Regions from separate parts of the Rattus norvegicus genome. Here region 2 is linked to region 1. A link is a contact called in public Hi-C data. All regions are on one chromosome and are shown on one strand. Each heading gives the region's core, a stretch centred on a gene start, on an enhancer-like site or on the middle of the called end of the contact. The rest is flanking DNA. Distances are from core to core; before and after follow the strand shown.

Region 1 (5,649 bases), core at 2,245-4,744:
ATCGTTCTCCCTACATGCCTTACATGGTCAGTCCTCGGCCTACAGCCATCCTTGGGGTCACCGTGTGTCCCAATCTCTTATCATAACGAGTCAGCTGAGTTTAGAGCCCACCTTCACATTCTTATTTAGAATTAATCCTAACCTTAAAGGCCTTGTTCCCAAGTGGAATCACAGTCTAAGTTACAGGTGGTTAGGGATTGGATAGACAGACTTGAGGGGAAGCAGAATCCAGCATGAAACAAGAACCCAACAGAACCCTTGTTTGAACACGAATAGTCCTCATTGCTAGTCTTTCTGGGGTTCTGCGCTTAGTGTTGCCATAGCCGTTTCCCATAGATTATTCCATCTTCCCTTCGCAATCAGATTACGTGGAATGCAATATGTAGATGAGGAGGCAATTATAGATGCTAACATCTCTTCTCAAACATGATTAGCTTTCTTTTGTGCACGACTTCGCTCTGGTGAATGTTGTACTCCAGCCTTGGATCCCGGTGGCTTACATGTGCTTTGTAATAGTGGGAGGATATGATTTTCATGCTTTTACCAGCACACAGTCTCTGGGAAGAGTAAAGCTACGTTCCTTAGTCTGTTACCAAAAGCCTTCTGAGTCAGAAGGTGGAATAGCATAAATGGGAAAGCCAGGGTCTCTTACGGAGACCTTCACGAACTGCCCTTCCTGTATATCTGAACTTCCTCCTGAATTATTTGGCTGAACCATCAACATTAAGATCTGCAGGGCACACTCTTACCTGGTAGCCAATCCTGAGCACAACACTGTTCATTCGTACCAAACGCTTGGACCACAGTTACTCATTTAATTCACCTGGAAAATCAGCCAAAAAAATAACTATTCATCCTTACTGATTGGGGACACTGAAATCGACCCAGCTGAAGTCCTGGGCTCCCTGATTCCCTAACGCTCTGATGGCTCTCCATGGCCTCACTTGTGAAATAAATTCTCATTTTGCATCTCTCCTAGCAACCTGACTAAGCCACACAGTTAGTAAACTGTGCCACTGTCTATGTCTGGAAGCTAGAAACAACACTGGTACCACCCGTTCCAACACTGTGTTCAGCCACCCCGTCTCTGTTCTCCTTTGTGGGGCTTCTAGCTTGCGCACTCAACGAGTCCACCCGTTTCTAGTGCTCTTCCAATCCAGTGCTCAGACTCCTTTCTGCCCACGCAGGGGTAAGCCTGCCCTGACACTGTGAGCCTATTACCTTGGACAACTGCGGCTTCATGAGAGGGCCGCCCTGTGCCACTGTGATATCTTGGAGCAGAGGTGTCGCAGCCATGTTTGACAATTGATACTGAACTCCCTGTCTCTTCTCCCCTTTTGCAGGAGGCTCTGTCAGTGGTGAGTGACGACCAGTCCCTTTTTGATTCAGCATACGGAGCGGCCGCCCATCTCCCCAAGGCAGATATGACTGCTTCGGGGAGTCCTGACTACGGGCAGCCCCACAAAATCAACCCCCTGCCACCACAGCAGGAGTGGATCAACCAGCCAGTGAGGGTCAATGTCAAGCGGGAATATGATCACATGAATGGATCCAGGTGAGCCTGCTAGAGTTGACCAATCCTTATGAGGCCAGAGGAGCCTGAGTGTAATTCCTCCCTGGACCACCTTGTCAAAGTAGCAGACGGGACTCTGGGGCTGACCTGAGAGTGTGTGTGTCAGTTCCTAGTCATTGAGGTAATCAAGGTCTACAGAACTGAGTGGAGTGGGATCAGAAAGCTCACCTGGTTCTCAGGGTCCAGATGTAGCCCATAGAAGCCAAGTTAGGGTCAGGCCTCAAGACCCCAGTACTCAGTGTGCTTGGCGTCGAGATTTGACCCAGGTCCAGACCCTCAAGAAAAACAGCAGAGCAACAAGATGCTTTTCCTGTGCTGTTGAGAATGTTTAACGTCTCTGGGTGGCACTAACCAGAGCAAAGATGACCCAACAATTCTTCCAGTAAAAAGTGGAAAAGTGGTGAGAAAGACAGACAGTATGCCAGGAAGCCAGCCTCACACATGGGAAGAGTGTGGTGTGTGTGTGTGTGTGTGTGTGTGTGTGTGTGTGTGTGTGTGTGTGTGTGTGTTTAGGAAAGGCCAGCTACAACCTCGCTTAGGGAACTGGGAAGGAGAATTCAGGGATAAGGAACACACTGAAGCAAGGTGAACAATCCCATGGTCAGGAAGCTCAAACTTCAGGGACTACCTCTATATTTTGGCTAAATTTTCTAAATCTATCTGAGTACCAGCTTTCCCTTGTCTAAGCCAGAACCAGAACACCTACTTTTTAACATGCTTATCGAGTACGCTGTCGTAAAGAAAGGACCCAGGACAGTGTCTGTGGCTCCCAAGTGCTCAACAGTATTAGTGACCAATACACAGAGCCACAAAAGAGAAAGCTGTAGCCTAGTTCATTACCTGATAATTCCCAGTGGATCCCCAGGTAATCCACTCAGCCTGAAGCAAAAGGGCATGAAAGTAAAAGCAAGTGAGTAAATGCCAGACAAGACCTTGGATGATAGGCTAAGAATTCAGCTTATTCCATCAGCAGAGGCTGGCCCTCAGTACTGGCAGGACACTAAGTATCATCAGACCCATGAGTCAAAGCTGATGAGGTGACAATCATTGTCCTGCAGGGATTGGTGACAGGAGTGTCAGAAAGATAAGAAGTTACTAAAATAGTCCAGATAAGAAATCAAAGTTCTGGGCTAGGGTTACAGTAAAATGACAGAAACTCAGAAAAGATGCATAAAGAACATGTCAGAGGTTAGTTACAAGAGCTTGGACTTAATAAATATTGAGAGGTGGGAACCAGGGGCTGCTGGGTCCGGACCTTTGAAAAGTAAATGCAGTGAGCGGCCACAGGCAGGTGGGAAGGGGTGGTGCCCTGAGGAGAGATGTCCTTTAGTGTCCTCTCTGAGCAAGTGGACGGTCTTGATGAAAAAGTGGACTCATCTCTAGATGAAAATGTCTACTGGGTTTAGGAAGCCAAAGCCCATAGGATTTGGGGCTGGAATTGAGGCTTAGGCATACTCTCCGGGAGGCTTAACTGTGAAAGTGAGTCATGGAGGAAACTAGTCCGGAGAGAGGCAGGAGGAAGGAGGGAGGGGGCTGCTGGGGCTGCTGCAAGGGAGTTCCTCCTTGTAGCTGTCTCAGAGCTAACTGCCTTCCAGAACCCTCAGCCCTGCTGCCACACTTCTATCCCATTAATTAAAACCAGGAAGTGAGACCTTGGCCACCCTTCCAAGAGCCTAGGGTTAGGGAAGCTCAGAGGAACTTAGCCTTGAGACCTCCATGCTGAATCACGCTATGCCATGATTCCAGCAAGTCCAGTCTCAGGGGATAGTCTATCAAATATTTTTATCCAGTCTTATATCACTGCTCCCTACTGATCTCCCAGGAGGCCAAGATTCTCACCCTGTTACCATATAGAAAGGAACCCAAGAGAAGCCAAGCTGGTGCTAGCCCAGGCTTTCCGGTTCCTTCCGCATCTTGCTGCCCCTCCCTCTCTGCCTGTGCGTCATGGTTCTGCCCCATGATCTCATTCTGTCAGCACCCTCCAGGGATGAGGCCAGTTCAGAAATGCCAAACTGCCTGTGCCACAAGGCTCTCCTGCTCCCTATTGAAAACTCTAGGTCCTAATATTGGAGAGTTTATAGTCCCGTTGTATCCTGTATCAACAGGATACAGCTATTACTATCTAGCTATTACTGCCGGCCAAGGCCATCCCTGTGCTCCACTCTATCCCTTCCTTGCCTGACACCTAATCTCTCAACAGAAAACAGTGAAAGCCACCCATCCTTTCACAGCAGTAACCGTCTTGCTAAAAAACTTTAGCCTCTTAGTCAGAATCTAAAGTCTTAGCTAAGTCCCACCACGTGTCCCAGATACTCCCTGGCTCCTGCCTTCCTCTACGCCACCACAGAAGACACTGACTGTTCCTGGAAACCCTAGCACACCACTGTCTCAGCTTATCTTCCCCAGGTTCCTTCTTTCTAGAACATTTCTTCTCCATTTATTCATATGACTCTCTTGGGGTTTTGCCCTTACACCACCTCCTCAAAACCCCCAACACGCCCCTGATCTAAAACAGTACCCTGTCACTCTCTTTCCCTGGTGGATTATTAAAGTTGCCTCTTCCCTCAGTAGAACCTGGGCAGGGCTTTTGTTCACTGAGCAGAGCTCATGTGTTTGTGAAGGAAAAAGCTAAATGGGGTACAGAAGAGCAGGCCAAGGTCATGTTGTTTCTTCAAGGTCGTGCCCCGTAGGTATAGGTTGAGTCTCCCTTACCTGAAACCTTTGACACGTGTCTCAGGTTCTTTCAGATTTGGGGATGTTTGTTTACACATAGTGTAACAGGTATCTATGTATGATATTCACTGTTTTGTATGCATGTGTGCTCACTGCCCAACAGTAAAACTGTAGTTTGGTGCATTTGAGTTTGGACTCTGGACTCTCTTGTGAATCAGGTATGGAACTTTCCTCCTGTGGCCTCCTGCTAGTACCCAAAAGATACTTCAGATCGAGAATCTGAGGAACAGATGTTCACGTGCACGATTCCCCGAGGTCACAATGCTCAGGCAGGCCTTCCGAGCTCTGCTGAGTTCGCCCTATGCTTTTGAAGCATGTCTGTATCACTGAGCTCGCCGTCCCCATCCCTGTCACCTGGGTGCTCCTGGACCCTCCAGGATATGATTTCAAAGCTGAGAAAATCCTTCCAAAAATAAAAGCCTCCGGACCCATTTTCCAGGTCATACCTAGTGTTAGTCAGACAGACACAAGCTAGAAGAAGCCTGTGTAAGTTGCCTGGCTTTGGGTGTAGAGTTTCACCTTCTGTGCTGAAGGAAAGATCTAGTGGAGTCTGGAGCCCACCAGACAGGCATAGCCATGGACGGCACCTAATCGATACCTTCAAGCTCTCACAATAAAGAGCCAGGGCTCAAGGATTTTCAGAAAGACGCCTTTATTCGGGATAAAGCCGTGCCTGGCCTTAACTTATCACTTAACTATGGGAAATAATGGTGGCATGCCCCTGTGATCCCAGCTGCTGAGGAGGCGTACTGGATCTCCTCAGCTGCTGAGCTGGATCTCCCAGGCTTGCTGGACAGCCTGCTAGCTAAGCTGAAGACCCTATATCACAAAAAGGTAAATGCTTTCTGAGGAACGATACCCAAGGCTGTCCTTTGCTCCCCACAGGCATGTCCACCAGCATAGAAATGCATGCGTATATTTATGCACACTAATATATATGTATATATATGTATATGTATATATATGGAGAGACAGACAGACAGAGAGATAGACAGACAGGCAGAGATTTAGAGAGACAGAAAATAGGAACAAAGACAGAGAAACAGGCATAGAAACAAACATAAAGAAACAGGGACAGAGAGAGAGAGAGAGAGAGAGAGAGAGAGAGAGAGAGAGAGAGAGAGAGAGAGAGATATGAAATGAATACATAGATGTCAGTCCATTTAAGTTACTCATCCTGAACAATGTACCTCTCTTATTTTCTGAGTAACACCATTAGCAGGACTTGGTTAGTTGCATGTTTTTAAAGTCTTTACAGCTTCATATGTATACACAACGTATTGTGATTCTATTCACCCATTACCCTCTGTGGCTTCCACTCGGAGTCCCTTCCTTTTCCAGCT
Region 2 (5,614 bases), core at 2,258-4,757, 66 kb before region 1:
TGACCCAGATGTCATCGGGTCCGGAGGCACCCCAGGGATCGGGCTCCGAGTGTCTTGTCCTCCCACTCCCGTCCCAGACTAGGACCAAAGAAGCCCGGGAAGCTTGCGTCTGGAAAGTCTTGACCCGGTCAAAAGGGCTGACATTGAGCGAGCCAAGACACGTTTTGTCGGCCGTTTCCCTCCCTGGGGAAGCAGGACTTCCGCATCTTTGAAATTGTCAAGTGTATATAAAGCAAGCCCTCTCATCAGTGCGTTAATGAAAACTCTCCAAATCCCTGTGCTTCCTAACTGTTCACCTACGCGTGTGTGTCTTCCACACAACTTAGAAATGAACTCCAAGATGCTTTGTTGTTGGAATAATTTTTTTCCAGTTTGTGCCTTCAAAAAAATTTTTTTAGCATGGCTTTTTTGGCTAGGAGCTTCCCCTGACTTGAAAATTAAGAATGGGCTGGTGGAACAGCAGTGAAGGTACTGGTACCAACGCCTAGCCCCCAGCCCTGCCCAGTCTGGGAAAGAGTGAAGCCCACAGTCCTTAGAGCGCCAGGAAAGAGGGCGTGCACCACTGTGTGGGCAGGGGCTGCCATTCCTGAGCTGGACTGGTAGACAGGGAAGAGAAGAGCTGGAGAGAGCCAGAAAGGGGTGGGGGGTAGGAAAGGGAAGGCGAGTGAGAAGCAAGAGAAGGGGAGGGACCTGCCCTCTCCCAGCGCAAAACAGTTTTCTTTTGCAGCAGGCCTCACCGCAGGCTCTCTATCAATTTGTCTCAATGCAAACATTCAAAATATTCTCTTTGGCTGCTCATGAAAACAACGTGAGCTGCCAGGATCAAACCATCTTTCCAGATGTCTGGTGGTAACCACATTAAACAGGGCAGACTTGTTTACTGTTGTGTTTGGTTAGGGCTTTTCCCCCCTTCGGGATTTAAAAGAGAACCAGGAGGATCAAGTGGAGCACCATACCCAGAGCAAACTCGCCCACCGGAGCAACAACAGGGGATGGAAGGGATCTGACGTTCTATCCCAGATCTGTTCAAAACTGGGGGCGGGGGGGGGGGCGGTGCCTCCTTCTGTGTGGAGAACCCAGTGAACGGAGCAGGTACCGACAGAGGTGTTGGTGGTAAAATGCCATTAGACTGCAGTGACACCTATGCCTGCCATGCCCAGGGGGTGCCTATGGTAGCGCCCCCTCCCCCGCCCCAAAATTGTGAAATTGCTTCAGTGTCCATTTTGCAGGCAGTGACCAAAAAAAAAAAAAAAAAAAAAAAACAACAACAACAAAAACAAAATGAAACTCCCTAGCTGAGATGGGGGTTCAAGAGAAGGGGTTGTACTCAGTGAAATTAGGGGTTATTCCAGGAAATTATTCCAGAGAATGGTACTCAGCAATGAAGATGACTGTCATTTGCCAGATCAGCAGAAGTTGAAAAGGAAAACCTGGCGATTGTCTGCTACTTGGCGGTTATTGGGGGGGGGGGTGAGTGATTAAATGTGGATTGGCTATTTGTGCCCTCTGTAACTGTCCAGTGCCTGGAAGGAGACAGACCCTCTGCATGTTGAAGTAAACACTCCTTTCGGGCAGAAAGAGACACAGTATAGCTTGGGTGCACCCTCCTGAAAGCTAGTGTCGTTTGAATGTCTGTAGAGTCCGGGCTGAAAAGGAAACAATTTGGGGTTTGAAAGGATGTAATTCATTCTTCCTTTCCCTTTAACCTCTTTCCTCTCTGGAAGGCATGTGGAAGCGCTGAAGGGAAGAGCAAGAGGGCGGGCAGCCCGGCCGCAGGCAGGAAAGGGTTAAGCCTGATTTCTTTTAATTGAACTCCAGAACTGGTGGCCCCAGGCAAAGGGGGGGACTGACCCCGCTAGCGGTAACCAGATGTGGCGGTCCCAGGGGAGCCCCGGAGCAGACCCCTGGATTGAGAAGCAGACAGGAGGAGGGGGAGTGGGCCCGGCCCGGCCCCCACCCCCCACAGTAAACCGAGTCTCAATTGCTGGCAGGCTGCACCGCCACTCCAGGTCTGGTCACGTTCAGACCCGTGTCTGTATTCGAACCCCAAATTGGAGCTGAATTGATGAGACTAATTTGGATGGGGGGAGGGGGGCGGGAGGGAGGCGAGCGAGCGCAATTGCTCCTGAAGAAATAAAGAATTAATAAGTCACCTTTTTTGCCGCCGTGGACACCCTTTTGATTTTTTTTTCTTCCCAATTTATTCGGATCTGCTCTGGAGTTTTCCCCTCTTTTCCCGGGAGGACTCTTAAATAAAAGTGAGAAAGTCCACAGCGTGGTCTGAAGAGCGTGGAAAAGGTAACCTGTTTTCGAAGTCTGGGAGATGGGAGTCAGGCCATGAGCGCCGGTACCCCAGAGAAGCCCTAACTAGAGTGCTCCCGGGTCCAGCATGGGAGGCGGGGGGGGGCGGGGGGGCGGATAGCAGAGGGAGCCGAGCCTGTAAAGCGGGCCACGCCGCTGGGTGGGGGTGACAGTCCCTAGCTTGGACCCATAGACCGTCCGCTCTCATCCAAGGTTGGGTCTCTGCTGAGCCGCATCTTGACGCGCTCCCGGGTCCTGTTGCGTAGTGTGGAAGGCAAGCTCGCCCCTCGTCAGTTCCTTGGGGGCTGCGCTGGTATTGAAGGGCTTGGGCCGTGGGGTCCAGAAAGGTGTATTTAACCCAAGAAGGCTTGGATAAGTGACCTAGGTTGCGGCTGGTATACCTCCTTAGCCGGCTGGAGCCCGGAGGGCGCGCCTAAGCATGGGCACCTCTCTGCTAACAATGCTTGAGGTAGTGAGTCACACCCTTGACAGGTCAGGTCCTCCGGACTCTGAGCCGCTTCGGAGACTAGCGCTTGGATGCGAAGAGTCCTTCGGGTTTTCTCTTTTTCTTTCCTTTCCTTTCCTTTCCTTTCCTTTCCTTTCCTTTCCTTTCCTTTCCTTTTCTTTCTCTCCTTTTTTCCTTCCTTCCTTCCTTCCTCCCTCCCTTCCTTCCTTCCCTTCTTCCTTTTTAAAAATGGTAGGTTTGCCTTCTTCTGCGTCTGAACCTCCTCTGGCAGTTGACGTCGCCAGGTTATCCCCTGTCCTAGCACTCTCCCGCCTTCTTCCTCCCATCCCCAAAAAAGTTTGACTCCGGCTGGAAAAAGCATTAATGAATGTATCTGTGGGAAGAAACGGAAAGTGAATGAGTCAAAAGGGCCACCTTCGGCCAAAGGCCCAAGGGGAAGGAAAGAAGCCAGAGGCGTTTGGCTTTGGATTTGGGGGGGAAGGTGATGGGGGAGTTGCAGACTTCAGGAATCAGGGAGCGGATACTGGGCGTGGACCCCGTCATTGTTCCTGGCCAGCTCTTATCTCCCAGGAGCAAGTATCCTGTGTGCGCAGTGCATGAATGTATCTGGGCATCTCGCGTATATTTATATAGCGAGTGATGCGAAAAGCAGGGCGAGGAGAGGAAGAGGGGGGTGTGGGGGAGGGAAGACAAGAGAGAGCAGAGAAGAGAGAGGAGAGGGCGAGATGAGAGAGAGAGAGAGAGAGAGAGAGAGAGAGAGAGAGAGAGAGAGATAGGACTTCCTCCCCGATCGCAAAGTGAAGTCACTTCCCAAAATTAGCTGAAAAAAAGTTTCATCCGGTTAACTGTCTCTTTTTCGATCCGCTACAACAACAAACGTGCACAGGGGAGCGAGGGCAGGGTGCTCACAGGGGGCACTCAGAGAGGGCCCAGGGCGCCAAAGAGGCCGCGCCGGGCTAATCTGAAGGGGCTACGGGGTCAGGCTGTAACCGGGTCAATGTGTGGAATATTGGGGGGCTCGGCTGCAGAATTGGCCAAATGGACGGGACTATTAAGGTAAGCAGCGGGACAGTGGGCGCGGGGCGAGGGCCGACCGGGGAGGCGGGAGGGCTGGGCGCCGGGGTCCCGGAAGACGTGGCCGCTCTCCCTTCCTTCCGCGCCCCGGCTTCGCGCGGTCTCCTCCGGGTAGCGAGTCCCCCATTCCGAGGAGGCCGACCAGCCTTCCCGCCCAGGGCGATCTACCCCTCACTCCTTGCGCCACAGTGGAGTCCCACGGGCTCCCACTGCGCCGCCTGAGGGGCTGAGAGACCCGGCAGCTGAAACCTGGGACCCCGGGCGCGGACCAGAGTCTAGGGCGGGAGATCGCCCGGTCGGTTCCCACCCGGCACCCAGACGACCTGGCCCCGGCGCCAGGCACTCGTCTGGCGGCCAGCTTCCTCACGCCAGAGGCCGAGATCAGCGCGGGCAGGAGTAGCGTTCGCCGCCGGCTGGGGTCTCCGGATCCCCGGGGCGAGTTAGAGGATTAGTTGCGGGAGGGGAGGGGTGCAAGGGAGGGTGTCTGAGGGTCCGTCTGAGCCGGAGGGTCCAGATGGAAGCCCCTGTTTACATGTCAGCCCGATCGGTTTCTCTTCCCCCCTCTCACTGCTGCTGACGGGCGATTTGCGGACGCCGGCTGCCGGGAGCTAACGGGCCCGCCTCGCTGTTCCTCGGGCTAGGAATCTCCTGGTTCTCCGGGCTCCTCTGTGCCTCAGATCCCGCACACTGTGCTTGCGCCAGCTTCAGAGCCAGGGATCCAGGAGCTGTCCTCTCAGTAAGAATTAAACTCCTTCACAGCCGTCCGCCTGCGGTGGCTGGTTCAGAGGCCATGGCCTGGGGCTTGCCGATTCCACCCCCAACCCCCATCCGCGCCGGCCCAGCTTGGGTCTAGGTTGCAAAGTGCAGCCCAGGAGACCCGTGAGTCTGGGTTCCCTGTCACGCTTCAGAAAGGCAGAGTGCTCCCTCTGAAAGAGGGAAGTAGGGCCAGGAGCAGAGAGGAGGGACACCCCCTAACGTGACTAGCCTAAGAGGAGTTGGGAGAATGAATGAGACCAGACGTTAGCTTCAAGGCTACACATCAAGCAGGAATTGCTCTGGAAAAACTATCAGGCTGGTGAGGTGGGGACTGGCAGGGCCGCCATTCTCCAGAACCCAGAGGAATCCACTTCCTACTCATGGCTTGACTGAGAGGAGGTTAAGGTGTTGGCTTTAGAGAATTCAACAGATTTTATCTTCTGGGTGGGGTCAGAGTGTTTTTATTTTCTAAGACTCTCTCTCTCTCTCTCTCTCTCTCTCTCTCTCTCTCTCTCTCTCTCTCTCTCTCTCTCTCTCTCTCTCTCCCTTGCTCTCTGAAACATGCTGACTTAGGTAAAAGGGACCAACTGAAGAGACTTGAAGACAGAGATGAGATAACTGATCGTAATGGGGTTTTTAACTCAATCAAATAGCCACAGGTTTATCAAACTTGACTTGAGTGGGTTCCCAAGAGGTGTGCTCTAGAGACCTGTCAGTGGAGGTCACTGGGCCCTGTTTCTCTGCTTCCTGTTGGTGTGTTCTTGCAAGTGCCTACCTCCCCAGGTTCAGTAACCAGATGACCCTTCTAAAATCTTCACACACCCCCATTCAGAGCACTTTCTACTCACACCCCCCCACCCCAGGAAAGCAACTCTCTCCTCTGATCCAGAAGGGTGGTAGTGTAGCTCCAGAGGCTCACTGTGGCACTCTCCAGAGGCACTCTGAGAAGGAGTGAAGCAGCATCTGTGCGGCCTTCAGACCTCTGAGCACAGGCCCTGAGCTCTGGAGGAAGCTGTG

The links. Hi-C and Micro-C count contacts between places; a contact is called where the count stands out from the background.
Region 2: a Hi-C map of liver shows a contact between it and region 1, with 1.7 times the contacts expected there. The contact joins the promoter of Fli1 here to the enhancer-like site in region 1. A contact is called at or near these places in 2 of 12 Hi-C or Micro-C datasets (liver and prefrontal cortex).

What each region holds. Positions count from the first base shown.
Region 1 is chr8:39,140,621-39,146,269 of GRCr8, reverse strand. It overlaps Fli1 (Fli-1 proto-oncogene, ETS transcription factor), which reads left to right. Exons shown (of 9, transcript NM_001017381.2): 2 at 1,344-1,555. Among named protein-coding and RNA genes, the nearest start is that of Fli1, 65 kb to the left of the region's middle. Within about 2 kb of position 3,494, at least 8 of the 93 cell types and tissues checked have an H3K27ac peak or open chromatin away from gene starts, as enhancers often do. A contact at or near this core is called in liver, where this site is marked.
Region 2 is chr8:39,206,450-39,212,063 of GRCr8, reverse strand. It overlaps Fli1 (Fli-1 proto-oncogene, ETS transcription factor), which reads left to right and starts at 3,507. Exons shown (of 9, transcript NM_001017381.2): 1 at 3,507-3,823. The coding sequence starts at 3,806.